2 separate regions of the Pan troglodytes genome follow, and region 2 is linked to region 1. Evidence: chromatin contacts called from public Hi-C data. All regions are on one chromosome and are shown on one strand. The core of a region is the stretch at or near the end of the contact, and the rest is flanking DNA. Distances in the headings are between cores, read along the strand shown.

What was found. A called contact is a pair of places that touch in the nucleus more often than the background predicts.
Region 2: a contact with region 1 is called in a Hi-C map of induced pluripotent stem cells, with 2.8 times the contacts expected there. The contact joins two enhancer-like sites. A contact is called at or near these places in 2 of 7 Hi-C or Micro-C datasets (induced pluripotent stem cells and stem cell-derived neural progenitor cells) and 1 of 1 datasets of contacts at active chromatin or transcription factors (stem cell-derived excitatory neurons).

The regions. Positions count from the first base shown.
Region 1 is chr6:34,090,861-34,094,170 of NHGRI_mPanTro3-v2.0_pri, reverse strand. No RefSeq gene overlaps it. Among named protein-coding and RNA genes, the nearest start is that of JAZF1, 110 kb to the right of the region's middle. Within about 2 kb of position 1,865, at least 1 of the 24 cell types and tissues checked has an H3K27ac peak or open chromatin away from gene starts, as enhancers often do. A contact at or near this core is called in induced pluripotent stem cells, where this site is marked.
Region 2 is chr6:34,650,598-34,653,675 of NHGRI_mPanTro3-v2.0_pri, reverse strand. No RefSeq gene overlaps it. Among named protein-coding and RNA genes, the nearest start is that of TRIL, 110 kb to the left of the region's middle. Within about 2 kb of position 1,280, at least 11 of the 24 cell types and tissues checked have an H3K27ac peak or open chromatin away from gene starts, as enhancers often do. A contact at or near this core is called in induced pluripotent stem cells, where this site is marked.

The sequences.
Region 1 (3,310 bases), core at 616-3,115:
GGGGCTCAATAGATGTTGCCGACTCATCGGTCACAGGGAAGCAATATTAACTCAGAAGGACTAACTGAAGTCATTTAATCAGAAAATCAATTTCATTTTCCTTGTCATGGGGAAAATATTTCTGCTAAGTCAAGAAAAATGTAGAGTTAATTATTTTGTGTCAAGGAGTCAAATGGAAAGCCAGGAGTTAAAGTGGTGAGAACAAAACAGTTGGAAATCAATTTGCTTTGCATTACAGTTGGCAGTCTTGGGCACACTTAGCCACATATGGAAGACATGTTTACTATTTCAAGAATATAGTATCACTTTACAGTGCTTAGTATTCAAAGTCCCACATTGTATTGCTTTTTTGTAATTTTTGAGCAATTTCTGTGCCAACATGTGGCACAAGGGGTACTAGAACCCTAGAATAATTGCAAACTTGCTTCCCTCCCTCTAAGCTTTACTTCTTGTGGCCCTAAGACCATGATTGTATCAGATATTAATCTAAAACCCAACCACCAAATGGATTTTATTGAAGCTGCTGTAATTCCACCACCAGAAAACATGACAAATAGCCAACCTGTCACTGAAGATTTATGTTTGGTTTTGAAACCCATTATCTTTCAGGAAATATTGCCTAGTATGATTCACTGAGTAGTAGCAGTTTCATATAGCCCAAGGTTTTTCGATATTGATTTCACGGCATCATTATTACAAATCAGAGTGTCTGTGCTTTGCTCGAATCACACGATTGAAACCAGTCAGCTTCAGGGATCATTAGCAAAAGTAAATGTACCCTGCAATACTAAGAATCTCAGACAGAGCTTCTACATGCTGGGAATAATGCCGCCTACATTTCCCCCTCTGTTGAAGGTAAATTCAAGAAGGGGAAATGTGTTGCTTTGACTAAATTGACGGAACAGCTGAATGCATGCTGCTTTTCACTGCTGGTAAATGAAATGGAACCACTTCAGATCTATGCAATATTGGAGCCTGAAGGGGCCTTAAAGATCCTCTAGTCCCAAACTCTCCCTTAACATAAACCAAGGCTCAAAGAGGTAAAGTGGCTTCATACCAATGCTCTGCCACTCCGCCATGTCTAACAGCCCTGCCCATAACCAATGTAGTGAGGGCATGGTGTGGAAAGGAGGCAACTCAAGGGACCATGAGCACAAATCACTCAGGGCCATGGTTCTGTCACGTCTCCCTTTCTGTTTCACTTGGGGGAATCCTCTTGATTAGTTAGGTGAGGGCATTAAACACTCTTGTAATGATGAAAAGCTCAGGGCCTTGCAATTTGGGGCGAGATGAGGGAAGTGAAGGCAGGGGACAGTGGCAGAGGGTGTTCAAAATTACCTTTACAGACCATTTCAGCAGACTGTTATTAATCAATGTACTGCAGCCAAGGCACAAACTCTTACCATCGCCAAGTGGGTGTCCTAGCTGCCTGTTCCTTTCTCATTTAATTTTCTGAGTTTGGGAATCTAACTTTCTTTCTCTGTTCTCACTTTACTAAAACTTCTCTTCAGCATTAGACACAGCTCCTCCTTCTTAAAATACTTTCCCCTCTTTGTCCTTAACCCTACAGTCTACTAGTTTTCCTTCTATCCCACAGGCAGTTCAATGTCAATCAGATTTTCTCTCTGTCCCTGACCTCTCATTTCCTCTCACCCACTTTCTCTACTTCATGGCTAATAGGTATCTTATACTTGACATGCGCAAAAAAGGACTCATCATTTATTTTCTGCCACCACATATTTTTCCCCCACCTCACCCTCTGAATGAAAACAATTCAGAGAACCGTAGTCTAAGCCCCCAAGTGTGTCTCATTCCTGAACAAATGGGAGAGGAGGAGTATGCAGAAGTCACCAGCTGCCTGGCCCCCACTGGGGTGAAAGCTTTGATTCCTCGGGGAGTCAGCATTGGCCTTCAAAGGCAAAGCACAGTCTGCAATGTCAACTATTTGCTGAATGTGGCACGTTTGTAATGCAAACTCAGTCTGGCCTGATTTGGGTCAAGAAATAGCTCCAGTTCATGAAAGCATGAGACCTCCCAGCACTAAGTCAAGGAGCAAATCAGCTATTTCTTAGTTAATGAAAAATTCCTTCCCAAAAAGCAACAGGTGAGTAGAGTCATTATTGATGTGGAAAGCAAGGGGGATGGGGTAGCAGAAGCAGATTGACAGAGGAAAAACCTCATTTAAAAAACACTATCCCAGCCTGGGCAACATAGGGCAAACTTGTCTCTACAAAAAAAAAAAAAACAATAAAAATTAGTCAGGCATGGTGGCACACACCTTTAGTCGTAGCTACTTGGGAGGCTGAGGTGGGAGGATCACTTGAGCCCAGGAGTTTGAGGCTGCAGTGAGCCATGATTGCACCACTGCACTCCAGCCTGGGCAACAGAGCAAGACCCTGTCTCTAAAAACAAACAAAAAAAAAGGAAGCAAAAAACACTATTAATGAGAAGTGCTGCTTCATATTTTCCAGTGTTGTCTGCTGTAATTGGCAATAGGAGAAGTTCTGGGGCCTTACTGCAGAGGGCATTTTTAGAGCAAACTGGTATCTGGAGTCAACAGCCACATGGAAAGAAGAAATGAGGCTGGGGGAGGGAAGCTGGAGCTCATGATCATAGGTTTTCTTCTCACCTTAAGCACTATTTGATAATTTGAATTACAACACTTATTTTCCATCTTCCCTCTTATACTTGGAAATAAAGAGCCGTGATCAAAACATATATAACCCAGGGTTTCTCAACCTCTACTCTATTACATTTTGCGGTGGATAGTTCTTTGTTGTGGGGGCTTGTATTAATCTGTTCTTACATTGCTGTAAAGAACTACTTAAGACTGAGTAATTTATAAAGAAAATTGGTTTAATGGGCTCATGGTTACACAAGCTGTATAGGAAGCATGGCTGGGGAGGCCCCAGAAATCTTACAGTCATGGCAGAAGGCAAAGGGGAAGCTGGCAAGTCTTACATGGCTGGAGCAGGAGGAAGAGAGAGTGAAGGGGGATGTGCTACACACCTTTAAACAACCAGATCTCATGAGAACTCACTCACTATCACAGGAAGAGGAAGGGGAAATCTGCCCCCATGATCTAATCGCCTTCCACCAGGTCCCCACCCCAACACTGGGAATTACAATCGACACAGAGCCAAACCATATCAGAGCTGTCCTGTGCATTGTAGAATGTTTAGCAGCATCCCTGGCCTCTACACACTAGATGCCAGTAACACCCTCTCCCCACTGCCGCCCTATTTGTGACAACCAAAAATGTCTCCAGACTTTACCTAATGTCCCGTAGGTGCCAAAATTATCCCAAGCT
Region 2 (3,078 bases), core at 31-2,530, 560 kb before region 1:
ATCCTGGCTAACACGGTGAAACCCCGTCTCTACTAAAAATACAAAAAAAATAGCCGGGCGTGATGGCAGGCGCCTGTAGTCCCAGCTACTCGGGAGGCTGAGGCAGGAGAATGGCGTGAACCCGGGAGGCGGAGCTTGCAGTGAGCCAAGATCGTGCCATTGCACTCCAGCCTGGGTGACAGAGCAAGACTCCGTCTCAAAAAAAAAAAAAAAAAAAAAAAAAAAAAAAAAAAAAAAAAAAAAAATTGGCTTATGCTGTTGTGGGAGCTGCCTAAGCACATCCAAAGTCCACAGGACAGGGAGTCAGGAGGGGAAGCTAAAAAGCAGAGTGGAGCTCTGGGCATGACTGCGCTGTTGTTCATGGATGTGACCTCCTCTCTGTCTCTGTCTCTCTCTGGGGAGTCTTGGCTGTGCTTTGAGGGCTTCCAACTGATTAGGCCAGGCCCACCCAAGTTATCCAGTATAACCTCCCTTACTTAAAGTGAACTGATTAGTGACTTGAATGACATCATCAAACCCTTTCACAGTAACAGCTAGATTAGTGTCTGGTGAATCAATGGGAACTTTAGCTTAGTCAAGTCGACATATCAAAAAAGCCATCACATGGGGTTAAGAATAATGTTAGAGATCCTGTGGACAGGTAAAGAATAGGGTGTGTGTGTTTGTGTGCGTGTGGGTGTGTTTACGCGTGCGCGCGTGTGTAGGGAGGGAGGAAGAGGGAGTTGGAAGTCTTGGGACCCTCCTTTCTCTTCCCTTTGAAGTCTCACAAAAGTCTGTCGGGGGAAGATAATTGGCGTCTAACACCTTGCCGAGAGAAACCATGCCCTGAGGTTCTGCAACCCCGACACGCTGATGGAAGAACCATGTTTGCTGGCAGAGCCCCTGGTCCAGTGCTTTAGATAGGAGGCACCCACCCCGCCGGCAGGGCTGCTCCACAGTGTTGTGCGGCATGGCGCCTGGCGCCGGATGATTTCCCCACGGCGGCGCCAGAGGGCGCCCGAACTGAGGATTCGGCCCAGGACTCCCAGAGGAGACCGGCAGGTGCGGCGACGCCCAGGACTCCCGCACGCCCCGCGGCCCCGGCACGGGCACCGCACCTTCCCTGGCTACCCAGGCTACCTCCTTCACGTGCACATTTCAGGGATGGGCAGGCCGACTCCTGGGAGCAAGGAGCTTGTCTTTGTAAAGGGCGGGAGGAGGTGGCTGCTGCGGAGGGAGGCGGCAGCCTCAGGGCCCGGGAGGCTCCGTGCCTCTCTAGTCCATGCTCTCGGCTCCTCCCTCTTACTCTCAGACCCAGGGTCAACTTTTCTTGGGGCTCGGACTTTCGGAAGGCTCGCTGTCCCAGGAGGGAGTACGGCCCCGGCATGCGCTCCCCGACTTGGCCACCGCCTCCCTGAAATCCTCCCGTGGGTGCGCAGCGTGCCCGAGACTCAGGCGAGGTGCCCCCTCTGCGCGCTCCACACCCGGGCTGCTGCGGAGTGCAGCGGGATCTGCGCTTCCCTGCCACTTAACCGCCCCTCGCAGAAGCCCCTGCCCCCTAAACAGTCAGGGCCCAAGGCAAAGAAGCAGGTCTTTTGCGTAGTTTTTGTTTTGTTTCAATCAGGAGCTTAAAAAGGATGTATACTAATGTCACTCTTCTCTCCGTTAAACGTTCGGAATCTTAATGCAATCCTTTTTAAAAGCAATACAAATTTTGAGGGAAAGAAAAATCACTAGAGGACTTTATGGTTAAAGGTTTTAATGCAATGGTAGTATTACAAAAATAACTGGCATAGTTTTTTTTTTTTTTGCAATTCTCAAAGGTGGTGGCGAACAAGGACAAAACAGATCAGACAGTTGGAAATGATAAAGAAAGGCTTCTGCGCTCATAATTTTCACTCAAAGTACTCATAATTTGCGCAATTGGAACAGTTAAACACTCAGTGAGACTGAGCAATAAACACATTTCTCACTCAAACATAGCAGAGGTCAGGGAAGGAAGCCCGTGTTCTTCTTTTCTTGTCTGATGTAGGCACCTCCCTGGCCACAGCTTATTTGTGTAGTTTTGGAAAACTCTGACAGAAATGAGTGTCTGGGAGGCTTCTCAGTTGTCAAGAAGCTTCTTATATTTCCTAAAGAAACTCAACCTAGATTCATTAAGCCAAGTCACAGAGCAAAGAGAATTAAATATTTTTCTAAGGCTGCAACTAATCCTGAAACTTAAATATAGTGGGGGAGGGGAATCTGACATATGAAAGGTCTGTGACATTTTTATGGAAAATGTATAGAGATGTTGTGTCTAAATATCCTCAGATGAGGAAAAATGGATTTTTTTTGTTTTTTCAAAACAAAAACCAAATGATTTTCATCCACCTATTCCCAGACCTCTCCTTATAGACTTCAATTAAGTATCCTAACGTCTTTTTTTTGAGTCATTTAGGAAAATATTTATATGTCAGTGAAAGCAGGGAGATCCTTTGAAAGATCTTGCTAATGTATGTTAGAGTAAGGCCAACTCTTGTATTTATGATGGTTTTTCTTTTTCATCGAAATTGTAAGCTCACATTAAGGATTTTCCCTCCCTTTATAAACATCGGCACAGTGCCGTAACTTCCTTTATTTGCAATCAGTTATCCCATGGTTAACAAAGAACTTTTTTAGAGAAAAACGTGGCCTAATGAAATTCAGTAATTCTTTATATAAAGAAAAAAGGATCTTTTATATGCATTTTTATATGCATTAAATATATAAGCTTGGTGTGTACCTGGTAAAGTTGATTTCTGCTGACGATGTAACACAGGTAAATCAACATAGGGTCTCTAGCACATTATAGGGTCTAACACTTTATTGGGTTTTACCTTCAGGTAAAGACTTCTATTAAGAATATACAAGTGCCTGCATACCTAACCTGCCTTGTTTTCCACAGGGCTGTATACATAATCTCTTTTTAAAAATTTGTTTAATCAAAGCTTGCTATATTGAATACATTTAATTGGAATCCAGTGGTTAAAGAATATAAAAATTTACTGCTGTAGAAAAGTTTTGATTAGTGCTTTCCATTAGTGAGTGTTGTTGAGTAAACCCTCTAACAGCATATTT